Linked DNA regions of Oryctolagus cuniculus: region 2 is linked to region 1. The links are chromatin contacts, called in public Micro-C maps. All regions are on one chromosome and are shown on one strand. The core of a region is the stretch at or near the end of the contact, and the rest is flanking DNA. Distances in the headings are between cores, read along the strand shown. Region 1 holds the start of NUCB1 (nucleobindin 1). Region 2 holds the start of CA11 (carbonic anhydrase 11).

Region 1 (6,338 bases), core at 722-3,221:
CTCCAGCACGTTGATGACCTCCTGCAGGTACCGGTGGTAGTACAGCCCGGTGTCCTGGGTGACAAGGACAGACACGCAGCCATCGCCCCGCCCTCTGCAGCGCCTTCCTGTAGGCAGGACCGCGGCCCTGCTGCCCCGGAGGACTGACGATGGGGCTGGGGGCCAGGACAGCAGGGGGCCTGCTGTGGGGCACGAGGACTCCGGGTTCCAATCCCACTCACGGTGTAACCCTGACCCGAGGGCTGGTTTTCACCTCCTCCCAAGTCCGGGGGGGATTTGCGATGGAAATCGAGGGGCGCCCAGCCCGGCACCCCCACGGAGTGCGTGCTGGGGTGGACGGAATTTTGCTGGGAAGCAGTGACACAAGCTTCCGTTCAACCACCCATCTAGCAGTTCACTGAGTTTTTTGAGAGAGTTCTCATTGGCTGATGCACTCCCCACATGCCCACAACAGGCTGGGGCTGGGGGCTGCGGGGCCAGGAGCTCCATCCGGGTCTCCCGCGTGGGTGGCAGGGGCCCAACGGCTTGAGCCGTCGCCCTGCGTGGTCCCAGCTCCCAGGGCGCGCAGTAGCGGGAAGCCAAAGGCAGCCACGAGGGATTGGCGCCTATCAGACACAGCCTGGATGTCGCCATCCCATACGGACACCGGTTCAAGTCCCAGCTGTTCCACTTCCCATCCAGCTCCCTGCTAATGCGCCAGGGAAGGCAGCGGAAGATGGGCCAAGTGCTCGGGCCCCTGCACCCGCGCGGGAGACCCGGATGGAGCTCCAGGCTTCCTCCAGGCATTTGGGGAGTGAACCAGCAGGTGGAAGATGCCTGCTCTCCCTCCCTCTCCTTGTCCTCTCTCTGAAATCCTGCCTTGCAAATAAATAAATGAATAAGTAAATGTTGCGAAGCACTAAGTCTGGTGGGATTTGACAGACAGCTGTTGGGATTAGTGCGCAGCTCAGGGGCCCTTTCTTCCGTTCAAACCCCAACGCCTGGAGCTCCGTGAAGTTAGGACGCCTCTGCCTATCATCAGCCGCTCCCGGTGCTCCTGGGAGATGTAGTTTTCCTTTAATTTCTCGTTTCTTCTCGGGTGGCAAGGCTCTTAAAGCGAGAGAGGCTTAGGTGGACAGGGGTGCTTTGTAAACTTAGCATCTGGCCTGATTTTCAAGTGGGGGGCACCCCAGTTTTTAACTGAGCCCCAGACCCCAGTGTTGCGAAGAGAACGGCAGGCGGGCCACAGCCGCAACCTTGGGCTCAGGTCGCCCCGGGGGCGCCGAGGGCTGCAGCGCGCAAGGCGGGCCACTCACGGGACTCTCGGTGGCGGGGCTCTCGTCCTGGCGGGGGGACCCCCGCTCCAGCGGCACGGCGCCCGCAGCGTGCAACAGCAGCAGCAGCAGCAGGGCTCTGCGCGGCCCACGGGGCGGCATGGCGGCCGGTCTGCGAGGGGCAGCGAGGTGGAAAATGCAGACCCCCAGCCGCCTCCCAGCTCAGTCCCCTGGGGTCCGGCCCCCCGTGCGGCCCCCACCCCCGGGAGTCCGGACTCAACGCGTTTCGTGACCCGGCACCCGGGGGTCCACACCTGCAAGTCCCCGCTTCCTCCGCCCCAGGGACTCGGGAGTCCCGGCCCCCAGCGCCCTCTTCCCTCGCGCTCGGACACCCCAGACCCCGGCCGTTCCTCCCCCAGACCCCGGAGTCCAGGCTCCGCGCCTCCTCTCTCCCAGGACCCGGAAGCCCTGGCACCGGCCCAGCCTCCCCCGGGACCCCGTTCTCCGGCATCGCGGCCCCGTCCTCCCCCTAGGACCCCGGAGCCTGGGCCGCGGCCCTCACCTCGTCCTCGCCGCAGAGGGCGTTTTCCCGGGCCAGGACCTCAGGGGCTCGCTCAGTGATTTCCCCCCTAGGCCACGCCCATCTGCCCGGAGATCCCGCCCCCAGGACCCTGATTGGTCCACGCTGGCTCCGGGCGCTCTCGTCACGCCTCCTGGCCTCGCCCCTTGCCGAAGTCCCGCCCCTATCCCCCGACAGCTTCGCTTGCTTTCTCAGAAGCCCCGCCTCCTGATGCTGCGCTTCCTGCCATGTAGGACACTTTCCCGAAGAGAACTACAACTCCCTGCAGGCCCTGGGCGGGAGCGGCGGAAATGAGTCACTTCCGCCGACGTCTTGGCCCCTTCGCCTCCTGGGAGTCGTACTTTGACTATTTGTTTTCGCGCCCAAGAAGCACCTGCGAGGTGCAGCTCCGTAGCAACCGAGCAGACTTATAAGCTCCTTATAAAAGGAGACACATGGAGGAGACTTTGCGGCCGCCGCTTCTCTCAGGCCCCTTTAAGGAACACTTACGTGCCATTCCGATTCAGAACCCCGGGGTTGCCTAGCTGCAGGGCTGGCCAGAGGTCACTGCTTTGTTGGAAGTGAGTGTAGGGGACAGGGAGAGAAGAGATTAGGATAGGCCCCAAGAGGCACGCTCTCTACCTCTGAGCCCTTTGTTCTCCTCCTGCCTGCTTCCCAGAGAACCCGAGATTAGTCCCCAGCTCTCAAAGAGTTAGGTGTGCTTTAACATGGCCTCCAGAGGCAAGGCCCTGAGGTGTGAATATGAGTAGCCCGTCCCCGCCAAAGCGGAAGAGAGTCTTCAAAATCCCAGGTAGGTGGGACCTGCGCAGGGGTTTGCAGCCCGGGGCCCCGAGCTGCAGGCGTAGAGAGAGTCGGGCTCCCTGCCCCCCCCCCCCCCCCCCCCAGTGAAGGAGTCGGAACAGCTGGCCGTCAGTCCTGCTGCAGGACCCAGGCTGCCCGGGCTTAAGGTCAGGTCGGGAGGGCAAGGGCTGCTGGGAGGCTGGGTCTGCGTTCTGACCGCTTGTTCTCGCCTCTCCAGGATGTCTCAGGAAAATAGCACGTGTAAGAACGGGTGAGTGTGGAACCAAGCTGTCGGGGCGCGGGGTGCGGGCGCTAGTGGAGTTCATCTGAGACTTGATTATGCCTCCCCGGCACTCGGGTCCGGCCCCGTAACCTAGCAGGTGGAGAATCCGGGGCTTTGCAGGGGGACTGGGGACTGGGCTCCTGGGCCCTGCCAAGAGGGGGCTGCCGGGGGAGACCTCCGGGCGTGAGGGGGGACGGGGGACCCTGAGACGGGAAGAACGCAGATTCCAGACACAGAAAAAGCTTGAGATCTGGCGCAGCAGGCTCAGGTTCCGCAAGGTCTGTGACCTCACCGCTCAGAACCCGAGTGGGGCGGGGGCAGGCGGGGAGGGGGGAGGGCAGGGGGGAGGGGGAGGGCCCCGCTTGCTCCCACACCAGCCTGCGTCTCTCCCAGCACCCTTGCCGAAGAGCTCGCTGCCCTGAGGATGCAGAAGCTGGAACAGCAGGTACCCTGCCCAGGACCCTCCCCCGCCCCCACCTCACATCTGCACTTGGGAAATAAGAAATAGGAACTTGGGACCCTAGAGAAGCAAACCCTGGTGCGGAGACCCCTACATTTCGATGGAAGGAGGGGCTGCGTGCCCAGGACTCTTGGAGCTGAGGGCCTGGACCCTTGAGACTCAGGGGGTCACGAGTTCGCCCACCTATGCGGGCCTCCCCTCCCCAGCCCCCCCCCCAACACCTGTCTTCCCGTCTGATAACAGCGCGGGTTCCCGCTCCCGCCCCCTCCAGAGGCGGCTGTTCGAGAAGAAGCAACGCCGGAAGCGCCAGGAGCCGCTCATGGTCCAGGCCAATCCTGACGCTTCTCTGCGGCACCGGCAAGGGTCGCGGCGAGAAGACCGCTTCAAGGCCGACCACCGTGAGGGCAGCTCCGGGGCTCTCAGATGGAGACGTCAGTCTGTGGGGAGGAGCCAATAGGAGCGCGGGGGCGGGGCCTGGCAGGGCCTTTGGGCGAAGCCAAAGGGGAGCATGGGGCGAGGGTTCGTGGGCGGGGCGCATTGCCATTGGAGGATCGTGCCCGAGCGCGTCCTGTGATTGGGCAGAGCTCGAGGGCGGGGCCTGGGGGAACCCGGAAGCGGCCGGAGAGAGCCGAGGCCGGGAGCGGGGTGCGCGGAGCCAGGTGGCGCCTGGTGGCGGGGCGTGGACGGTTCGGAGGCGAACTTGTGGGGAGGCTGTGCGAGCCTGGCATGGGGTTGTTTAGGCGCGGAGCGGTGCCTGTTTGAGCCGTAGGATGGCGTTTCGGCGGGTGCGGGGGTCCGCGTGCTGGAGCCCTGTGCGTTCACTGACGCCGCCGCACTTGTCCCAGGCTTTGGGAACCCTCTCCTCCAGGCACACCTGCTCCCCGAAGCGCACGGTCCGCCGGGCACCGTGGGCTGCGGTGGGGACGGCAGCGGCGAGCGCTGCCCCTTGCTGTCGCCGACGGAAGCAGGTAACCGCCAGCCCCTGGGCCGCCTTCCCCCGAAAACGGCTCCGACCAAGCCCAGGCGTCTGCGGCCCCACCCGCTCCTCCCTCCTGCCTGGGCCGTCAAGTCCTGAGCCGCCGCCGCCGCCTCCAACCCCCTAGGACCCGAGGCTCCAGTCCCCTCCCTCTCCTGGCTTCCAGACAATTCCGAACCAGAGCTGGAGGAGGTCTCCGTGGAGGACGTGCCCGTCTCTCCTCAGCCCTATAAGGAGCCTCAGGGAACTCGCCGCAGGGGTTGGCTGGCCTGGAAGTGGCCCGGTAATTTCGGGAACATCGGGGTGAATTCCGGCTTCCTGCCGTGTGGCCGATCGTCTTCCTTTCTTGGAAGCCGCTTTCAAAAAAGAAAGGTTTATGTGTTTCTTGAAGGGCAGTTATAGATCCCATAGTTCCGTGGTTCTTGGTGTGTTCACAGATCTGTGCTGTTGCCTCTCTCTATCCTAGAACACTTATGCCACCCCGAAAAGAAACCCTGCGCCCATTAGCGGTCACCCCATGTCATTTCCTCCAAGAGAAGCCCTGATCCACTTCTTGTTTCTTTAAATTTGCCCACCCTGAGGCCGGCGCAGCGGCTCAATAGGCTAATCCTCCGCCTAGCGGCGCCGGCACACCGGGTTCTAGTCCCGGTCGGGGCGCCGGATTCTGTCCCGGTTGCCCCTCTTCCAGGCCAGCCCTCTGCTGTGGCCAGGGAGTGCAGTGGAGGATGGCCCAGGTGCTTGGGCCCTGCACCCCATGGGAGACCAGGAAAAGCACCTGGCTCCTGGCTCCTGCCATCGGATCAGCGCGGTGCGCCGGCCGCAGCGCGCCGGCCGCGGCGGCCATTGGAGGGTGAACCAACGGCAAAGGAAGACCTTTCTCTCTGTCTCTCTCTCTCACTGTCCACTCTGCCTGTCAAAAAAAAAAAAATTTTGCCCACCCTGTTTCATGTCCGTGGAATCATGCGATATGTGACCTTCTGTGTCTAGCTTCTCTTATGTATAAAGTTGCTAGGGGTCATCTATGCTGCAGCCTTGCCAGTATTTCATTCCTTTTCATTCCCTAGTAATATTCCATTGTGCCACACACACCCCCCCCCAATCCCCATGACATTGCCAGCATTTCAGTGACAAGACTCCACATTACTGCCCCAACTTCTACCCCCCGTCTCTGGGATAGGAGAAGGGTGAGACCCTCACGTCCCTTCCTATTCTCAGCAGCCTCTCGGGAGGATGTGGCAAGGGAGGGCAAGGAGTAGTGAGTAGGGGCTGAGAACCCCAGAGTTCTGGCCTTGTGCCGCTAGCCCCGATGGCCATGTCCCAGACTCATGGGACCGAGTTTTCCTTACTCCGGTCCCGGCTTCTCCCCCCCTTAGGGGCCACCACAAAGGACCAGAGTGAATTACAGGATGTGGAGGACGAATTCAATGAGCCCAGTCCAGACGCAAAGCTTGGAGTGGACAGTGGCTGGGAACGCGGGGACGTGGGCACCTGCCAGGTGACGGGAGGCACGGGCGCTCCGGAGGAGGAAGACGGCCAGCCTGGGACACCCGGGGAGGGTGGGGAGGAAACCCTGGGGCGCTTTTTCTTCCCTGCTGTGATGGGCTAGCAGACGCTGTGTGTGTGTGTGTGTGTGTGCGCGCTATTTATCAGAGCCAACTGCTCTCACTTAGCCTGGTGCAAGGGTTCCCTTGGAGCCACACCTGGGCTGTGTGCAGTGTTACCTGAATTGAATCTACACCGTTTTGTCCGAATGGGCAGTGCGCCCCACAGGGGTTCTCCAATCAGTAGGCAGAGTCGGCTCGGCTTCAGGGGGAAAGCGAATAGAACTAGCCAATCAACAGCTCCTGGGGCGTGGCTGGGTTGGCTGACTGAGACCTTTGACCAATGGCACAGGAAACATGTATGGCTGGGGGCGGCACCCTTTGCTGGGCTGGCCAATCAGCAGTCGGCAAGGTGGGGCGCCCGCTGTCGCTCACCTTTGAATTTGCCGTGTGGTGCTAGAGCGA
Region 2 (6,892 bases), core at 3,485-5,984, 160 kb after region 1:
GGGGCCAGCCTAAAGACTACGTAATTTAAACATGCAGAGGCTGCGCCTCCCCCAGGAGGGGAGGAACCCAGGCCAGCGCGCAGATGGGGAGGATTTTGCTGGGTCCTGAGGCAGGGGGATGGGGTGAGGAGGCGGAGAGGAGCTGTGGGAACCGCGGGGCTCGGAACCCTGGCCCTGCAGCTGCCCGCTGGGAGCCGGGGAGGTGGGAGATGAAAGTGTGAGGCAGGGCGAGCCCCGTATGTCCCCTGTGACCCCCACTTTCTTCCCAGCGCCCGAAACGAATTGGCGTGAAATCCACATCTGGGCCCCACCTCCGGCCTGGCCGGCCCCTCCCCTCCGGGCACTGAGCCCAGTCACTAATGGCAGCGGCACAGGTGGCCTCCGGGGCTCAGAGGAGGCCCCAGCCCACCTCCGGCACCGCCCGGTGCCCTCCTGCAGCACACAGAAGGGGAATTGGCCCAGCAAAGAACGGGGAGCTGTGAGGAGCCCAGACAAAGGGAAGAGGGGGCCGGGAGGCGTGCTGGGGCAGGGGAAGAGGGGGCCGGGCAAGGCCAGGGCAGGTGGGATCTTCAAGGCCAGGCTGAGGGCCTGGTCTTAGTCCCAGGCGCACTGGGGAGCCATGGGAGATGCATGAGCTGGGGAGGAGTCACCAAGGCCTGGCTCCCCCGGGGAGCCCGGGGAGGGTCCTGAAAGACGTGGACCCTGAAGGACCCAGTGGGGCTTGGTCCTGACGGGAAAGGCCGAGGGCTGGGGACCTGGCGCAGGGCTGCCAGGGAGCCACGGCCCCGGCGGGGTCGGCTCTGGGTTGGGGGGCAGAGGGAAAGGGGAAGAAGATTGGAGGGGGAGCCGGGGGGGCAGGAGGAAGAGGACAAGTGCTGGGCCCCCTGGGATTACAGAGACACAGGCAGGCAGTTAAATGTCACCCACACAAGGAAGAGGTTTTTTTTTTTTTTTTTTTTTTTTTTTTTGTCAATATTTATTTATTTATCTGAAAGGCAGAGTTGGGGGGAGACAAGGGGAGGTCTTCCATCCAATGGTTCACTCCCCTATGCACCCCCCAACAGGCAGGCTGAAGCCAGGAGTCTGGCACCCCATGGGGGTCTCCCAGGTACGGGGCAGGGGCCCCAGCACCTGGGCCGTCTTCCGCTGCTTTCCCAGGCGCGCGAGCAGGGAGCTGGATCGGACATGGAGTAACGGGCGCTCCAGAGGGGGGCGTGGGAGTCCCGAGCGAGCGGCGGCTTGACCGCTGCACCACCGCCCTGGCCCCGGGAAGCGCCCGCCAACCTCCCTCCTTAGCAGTGTTTCTGCCTCTGCGAACGCTGCGGCCCCCGTATTTTCGCTTCATTCATTCAGCATGTTCTGGCGTCACCTGGACATGCCGGCCCGCAGACCTCCCTCCGTCACATGGGGACTTGCCCAGTGTGGGAGCGTGGGCAGCAGACATCTGGGAGCCACTGTGTTTGGTGTGCCGTGTAATCACGGAGGCACCTGGCCCAGCCTGGGAAGTCAAGGAAGGCTTCCCGGAGGAGGCGGGCACTGCAGAAATTCAAGTAGTCTCCCCAGACACATGGCAGGGCCTGCATCTCTGCAGAGAACGTCACGCAGTCACAGTGGGTCTCTCTCCTGAGGACTCCTGTGTGGGGTAATGCTGGGGACATGGGGGGCAAGCCTGGGCGCCTGTCCTCTCTGGTGACACGTGTTTTCTGGAGGCAGCCCGGGGAGGCTTCCCTGTGGAGGATGAGCCTGCTCCTGCCCTCTCAGCACCCCCAGCTCCTTCTGCCTCCCGCTGTGCTAAAAGCAGCGGCAGTAAGGCCGGCTCCGCGGCTCACTAGGCTAATCCTCCGCCTTGCGGTGCTGGCACCCCGGGTTCTAGTCCCGGTCGGGGCGCCGGATTCTGTCCCGGTTGCCCCTCTTCCAGGCCAGCTCTCTGCTGTGGCCAGGGAGTGCAGTGGAGGATGGCCCAAGTGCTTGGGCCCTGCACCCCATGGGAGACCAGGAGAAGCACCTGGCTCCTGGCTTCGGATCAGCGCGGTGCGCCGGCCTTGGTGGCCATTGGAGGGTGAACCAACGGCAAAAGGAAGACCTTTCTCTCTGTCTCTCTCTCTCTCACTGTCCACTCTGCCTTTCAAAAAAAAAAAAAAGCGGTAGCAGTGTACGGCGGTGTCACCGCGTGCAGGCTGTGCGTCCAAGACCACGGCGCTGGCAGGGACCTGCTCTCTCCAAACGCTCCAGGGGAGAATCCTTCCTGGGGCTTCCTGCAGTCCTGGGCTCGTGGCCGCCTCACTTCTCTCTCCTCCTCCTCTGTCTCCACTCGCCCTCCATCTTTCTCTTGTCTGGGGTCTGGGGTCTGCCAGCGAATGCAGGCTGATCTCATTACCACGTTCACCACATCTGCTAAGACCCTCCTGCCAGGGAGCTGTAGCGTGGCGGGTCGAGCCACTGCCTGCGATGCCGGCATCCCCTATGGGCGCCGGTGCCTGTCCTGTCTGCCCCACCTCCCACCCAGCTCCCTGCTAATGGCCTGGGGAAGCAGCCGGAAGATGGCCCGAGTGCTTGGGCCCCTGCACCCGCATGGGAGACCATGATGGAGAGCCTGGCTCCTGGCTGTGGCCTGGTCCAGTCCTGGCTACTACAGCCATCTGGCTAGATCTCCTTACATCTCTCTCTGTGACTCTGCCTTTCAAATAAATATTTATTTATTTAAATTAATTTATTTGAAAGTTAGAGTTACACAGAGAGAGAGGGAGAGTCAGAGAGAGAGAGAGAGAGAGAGAGAGAGAGAGGCGGAGACAGAGAGAGAGGTCTTCCATCTGCTGGTTCACTCCCCAGATGGCTGCAACAGCCAGAGCTGTGCCGATCTGAAGCCAGGAGCCAGGAGCTTCTTCCAGGTCTCCCACGCAGGTGCAGGGGCCCAAGGACTTGGACCATCTTCTACTGCTTTCCCAGGCCATAGCAGAGAGCTGGATCAGAAGAGGAATAGCCAGGACTGGAACTGGCGCCCATATGGGATGCTGGCACTGCAGGTGGCGGTTTTACCAGCTGCACCACAGCACTGGCCCCAATAAATATTAAAAAAAAAAAAAAAAAGAGCAATGAAGCTAAAAGATTTCATGTAGCATTTCCATACTACACAGTTTCCATGAACTTTTTGAAGAACAAAATATTTCATATTTCATTTGGTGGATTTGTTTGTGTTTAACTTTTTAATTCCACTTCCCCGGAACTTTTTGAAGTCCCCTGGAATGTGTCTGCCGTGTTTTCACCACGTCTCTCGGCTTGGTGTTCCCCGTCCCACCACGTCCTAGCTGGATAGCTCTGGGCAGGCAAGTCACTTATGCCCTTGGAGACTCGGTTTGCTCACCTGTGAAATGGGTCGGCAACAGCCTCCACCGAACTGGGCAGAGACCGTTCTTGGGACGGAAGGGAGTTTGTGGACGATCCCTGCTCTGCACTCAGTGTCTGGTTCCTCTCTGGTCTCCGGGGCTCCCCAGTCTGCACAGGTGAGAGTCCTGCTGACCTCAAAGCCTCATGGGGTTCTTAAAGGGGCCGCCTCTCTCTTGTTCTCCCCATCAGTGGTTTTAGAATAAATCCACCAGCAGGCACTAGGGCCAGGGGTCAAGGCCTGGGTCAGGAAGCCTGCACCCCTAATCCGGGTGCGTTGGTTCTGGCCGATGCAGGCCCAGCTACCGCCCGCCGTGGGCATTTGGAGGAGTGAATCAGAGATGAGGACTCTAATAAATACATAATGTAGAAATCAGCCTGCACATTCTTTGATGCCCCTCCCTGGGAGTGTGGGCCAGGTTCAGTGACTCAGGCCTGCAGCCCTGGCCAGCAAGGTAGCCGAGGGCCACCCCCAAACCGCCCACCCGACCCCGGATGCAGGGTGGCAACACCCCGTCCCTCCTGGGTGCTCTGTCCGAGTCTCCGTCTCTTCCCCGCTGGGGGTCTCTGGACCTCCGTTTCCAGCCTGCCCCTCCCAATGCCGCCGGCCCCTCCGTGCTATGCTTCCGGGCCTCGCTCCCTCTCTCTGCCTCTCTCCATCTCTCTCCCTCTCTGCCTCTCTCTCTCTCTCTCTCTCTGCATGGGAGGCTCTATTTATAGCTGCTGTGCTCTGTGCGGGTCTCTGGTCTCCCGGCCTGCAGCTCCCGGCGCGCCTCTCCCGGTCTCCCCCACCTCCGACGCGCCTCTGCCCCCGCCGCGGCGCGGTGGTCTCGGGCTCCCGGCTCCGCGTCCCCGCCCCTCGCTCCCTCGCCCGGTCTCTGCCTCCCTCTCCCGGTCAGCGGCCCTCACCGCACCCCGCGCTCCCAGGGGATCCCCTGGCCGCGTTAAGGCCGCCTCTGGCGGAGGACCGAGCTGCGCCGCGCGCGGGGGGCTGCGGGCGCCGGGGCGGGTCCCTCCCGGGCCGCCGCGGGCGGGGGGAACCCCGGACCCTCCGAGGGCGGCGGCCCGAGCGCCCCGACTTCCGAATACTCTTCCCAGCTCCACCTTAAGCGCCCCCTCCCGCTTTCTGCAGAGGACGGGAGCGGCCAGCTCGCGGCCCCAGGTGTCCCGGCCACCCCGCCCCCGCGGCTCCGGGGCCGACCCCCGGCCTGCCCCTGGCGCGCCCCCCACCTGCCTGAGAACTGTCGGCTGCTGAGCGATCTGCACCCCCCGCCCCGACCACAAAAAAATAAATAAATAAAAAATAACACCAAGCTCCTGGCGGAGAGAAGAGAGGAGGGGGAGGCGGGAGGCAGGGCCGGGAGAGGAGAGCCGAGGAGCGGCGGGAGGCGGCGAGGGAGCGCGGGAGAGAGCGGGGAGAGGGAGGCAGGATGGAGGCGCGGAGTTAGGGGGCTCGGGAGAGCCGGATGAAAGAGGAGCCGCGCCGGGGGTGTGCGCTAGCAGCCGAGAGGGGACCCCCGGGGCGGGCAGAAGGCGGGGAGAGGGTGCGGGAGGCTGCAGGGCTGGGGGCAGAGGAGAGGCAGGAGGCGAGGCAGAGGAAGGGAGCAGGGACGGAGTGGCTGGGGGTGGGGGTGGGGGTCTCGATCCCCAGCTGCCCTCGGGGCTCCCTGCGGGCCAGACGGGAAGGCTGGAAGTCCTGGAGGTGCAGGGTCCCAGAGAGAGGGGAGGGAGGAGCTGAGGGGGCCAGGGTGCCGGGAAGGGGTCGCGGCCGGGCCTTGTGGGGATGGGGGCGGCGGCTCGTCTGAGCGCCCCGCGCGCGCTGGTACTCTGGGCCGCGCTGGGGGCGGCAGGTAAGACCTGGGGGTCCGAGCCCCTGGGGGAGGGGCGGGGGCGCCCAGAAGAGGGGTTCAGGTCGCTCTCTTCCCAGCTCGCATCGGACCCGCACCTGACCCGGACGACTGGTGGAGCTACAAGGATAATCTCCAGGGAAACTTCGTGCCAGGTGCAGCCGGCGGGGACCCAGCAGTCCGCCCCCTCCCAGACTCAGGAGTCCGGGTCCCCAGCCCCCTCTTCCCGCCCCCAGGACCGGGAGCCCCAGCCCCCTCCTCCCTCCCTCAGGAGTCCAGCCAGCCTCTGAACCCCAGCGGCTCACCATGGGACATTATACATGCGCATTTCAAGTAGTGAGTGGGAGTGAGTGGAAGGAAAGAAAAGTGTGGAGGTGGACAGTCTGTGTGTCTGCGGCGACAGGCAGGTCCTGGCTCCTGCTGGGACCCGCCCCCTCCAGCCCTCTGTCTTCTAACTTCTCTCCCCGGTACCTTCATTACCCAGCTGTGGGATGAGGCGCAAAGAACTACAACTCCCATGGGGCTCTGGGGCGGCACACAGTGGATGGGCAGGCCTGCCGTGCTGGTGCCTTCTGGGAGCTGTAGTGCCTTCCATGATCACATAAGCCGGGTTGGATCAAGGAGATGTTGGGGGTGAGGGGCGAGTCTTAGGACTATTGCAAGAGTCTTCCAGGGCCCAGGGTGCTGGATCCCAGCCCCTCCCCCACCTCAGGCCCAGCCCCTCCTCCCCTGGGACTGGAAAGTCCAAGCCGCAGCCCCCTCAGCAGACCCCCCCTGCGTGGGGCTCCACCTGCCATGTCCCTTCCTTCCCTTCTCTGACCCCAGGACCTCCCTTCTGGGGCCTGGTGAACGCGGCCTGGAGTCTGTGCGCCGTGGGGAAGCGGCAAAGCCCCGTGGATGTGGAGCTGAAGAGGGTCCTTTACGACCCCTTCCTGCCCCCGCTGAGGCTCAGCACCGGGGGAGAGAAGGTAAGGGCGGGGCTCCCGCGGCCGCTGGGTGTGGGTTTGCAGGGGAGGGGTCTGGGGGTGTGGCGCTAGGGGAAGGAGAGGTGCCCACTGCCGGAGAGAAGCTCCCTGGCCGCCCCATCTCTGTAGAGGCAATGGAACATAGAACGGTTTCTGTGCCAGGCAGCTTTAAATTCGGGCTAAACCCTTTAATCGTCCTTGGAATGGGGGCTGTGACTTCACCCTTATTTTACGATGCAGAGACGGAGGCACAGAGAGGTTGAGTTCCTTGCCCGGGCCCACCCAGCTAGAGTGCCAGCACTGGGATTCAAACCAGGGAGCGTGGTCCCAGTGTTCACGCAGGAGCCGGCATGGCCCTGCACTGAGCCGCCCAGCCACTCCCACCCCGCACCCCCTCTCCCCCACTTGCAGTGCATGCGGGCACCATGGCCTCCCCTAGCCTGCTCCTTGCTAACCTGCCTCCCTGCCCCTGGTGATTCACTCTGCACCTCACGGCAGACTTGTTCCGGACACACCCCGGATCCTGCCATCCGGGTAGGTGATGGCAAACACTGACACAGTTCCTACAGAGGCTCGGCATCCTGCACACTGCTTATTTATATAAAAATGCAGCTTTCTCCCTCATTGTCCACAACGCCCTGCACCACGTGGCCACTCTCTCCTTTGTACACTGGACGTGCCCCCCCCCCCCGGCGGGTC

What was found. Hi-C and Micro-C count contacts between places; a contact is called where the count stands out from the background.
Region 2: a Micro-C map of ear pinna shows a contact between it and region 1, with 7 times the contacts expected there. The contact joins the promoter of CA11 here to the promoter of NUCB1 in region 1. A contact is called at or near these places in 3 of 6 Hi-C or Micro-C datasets (ear pinna, psoas muscle and an unstated tissue).

The regions. Positions count from the first base shown.
Region 1 is chr18:8,327,090-8,333,427 of mOryCun1.1, forward strand. It overlaps NUCB1 (nucleobindin 1), which reads right to left and starts at 1,972. Exons shown (of 13, transcript XM_051828815.2): 1 at 1,816-1,972; 2 at 1,296-1,425; 3 at 1-54. The coding sequence starts at 1,415. It overlaps TULP2 (TUB like protein 2), which reads left to right and starts at 2,181. Exons shown (of 11, transcript XM_051828758.2): 1 at 2,181-2,623; 2 at 2,852-2,884; 3 at 3,290-3,341; 4 at 3,628-3,754; 5 at 5,706-5,827; 6 at 6,334-6,338. The coding sequence starts at 2,853.
Region 2 is chr18:8,483,953-8,490,844 of mOryCun1.1, forward strand. CA11 (carbonic anhydrase 11) reads left to right here and starts at 4,735. Exons shown (of 8, transcript XM_070063136.1): 1 at 4,735-5,231; 2 at 5,309-5,383; 3 at 6,054-6,196. The coding sequence starts at 5,165. It overlaps LOC138846659 (a long non-coding RNA gene), which reads right to left and starts at 4,535. Exons shown (of 2, transcript XR_011384194.1): 1 at 3,362-4,535; 2 at 2,692-3,052.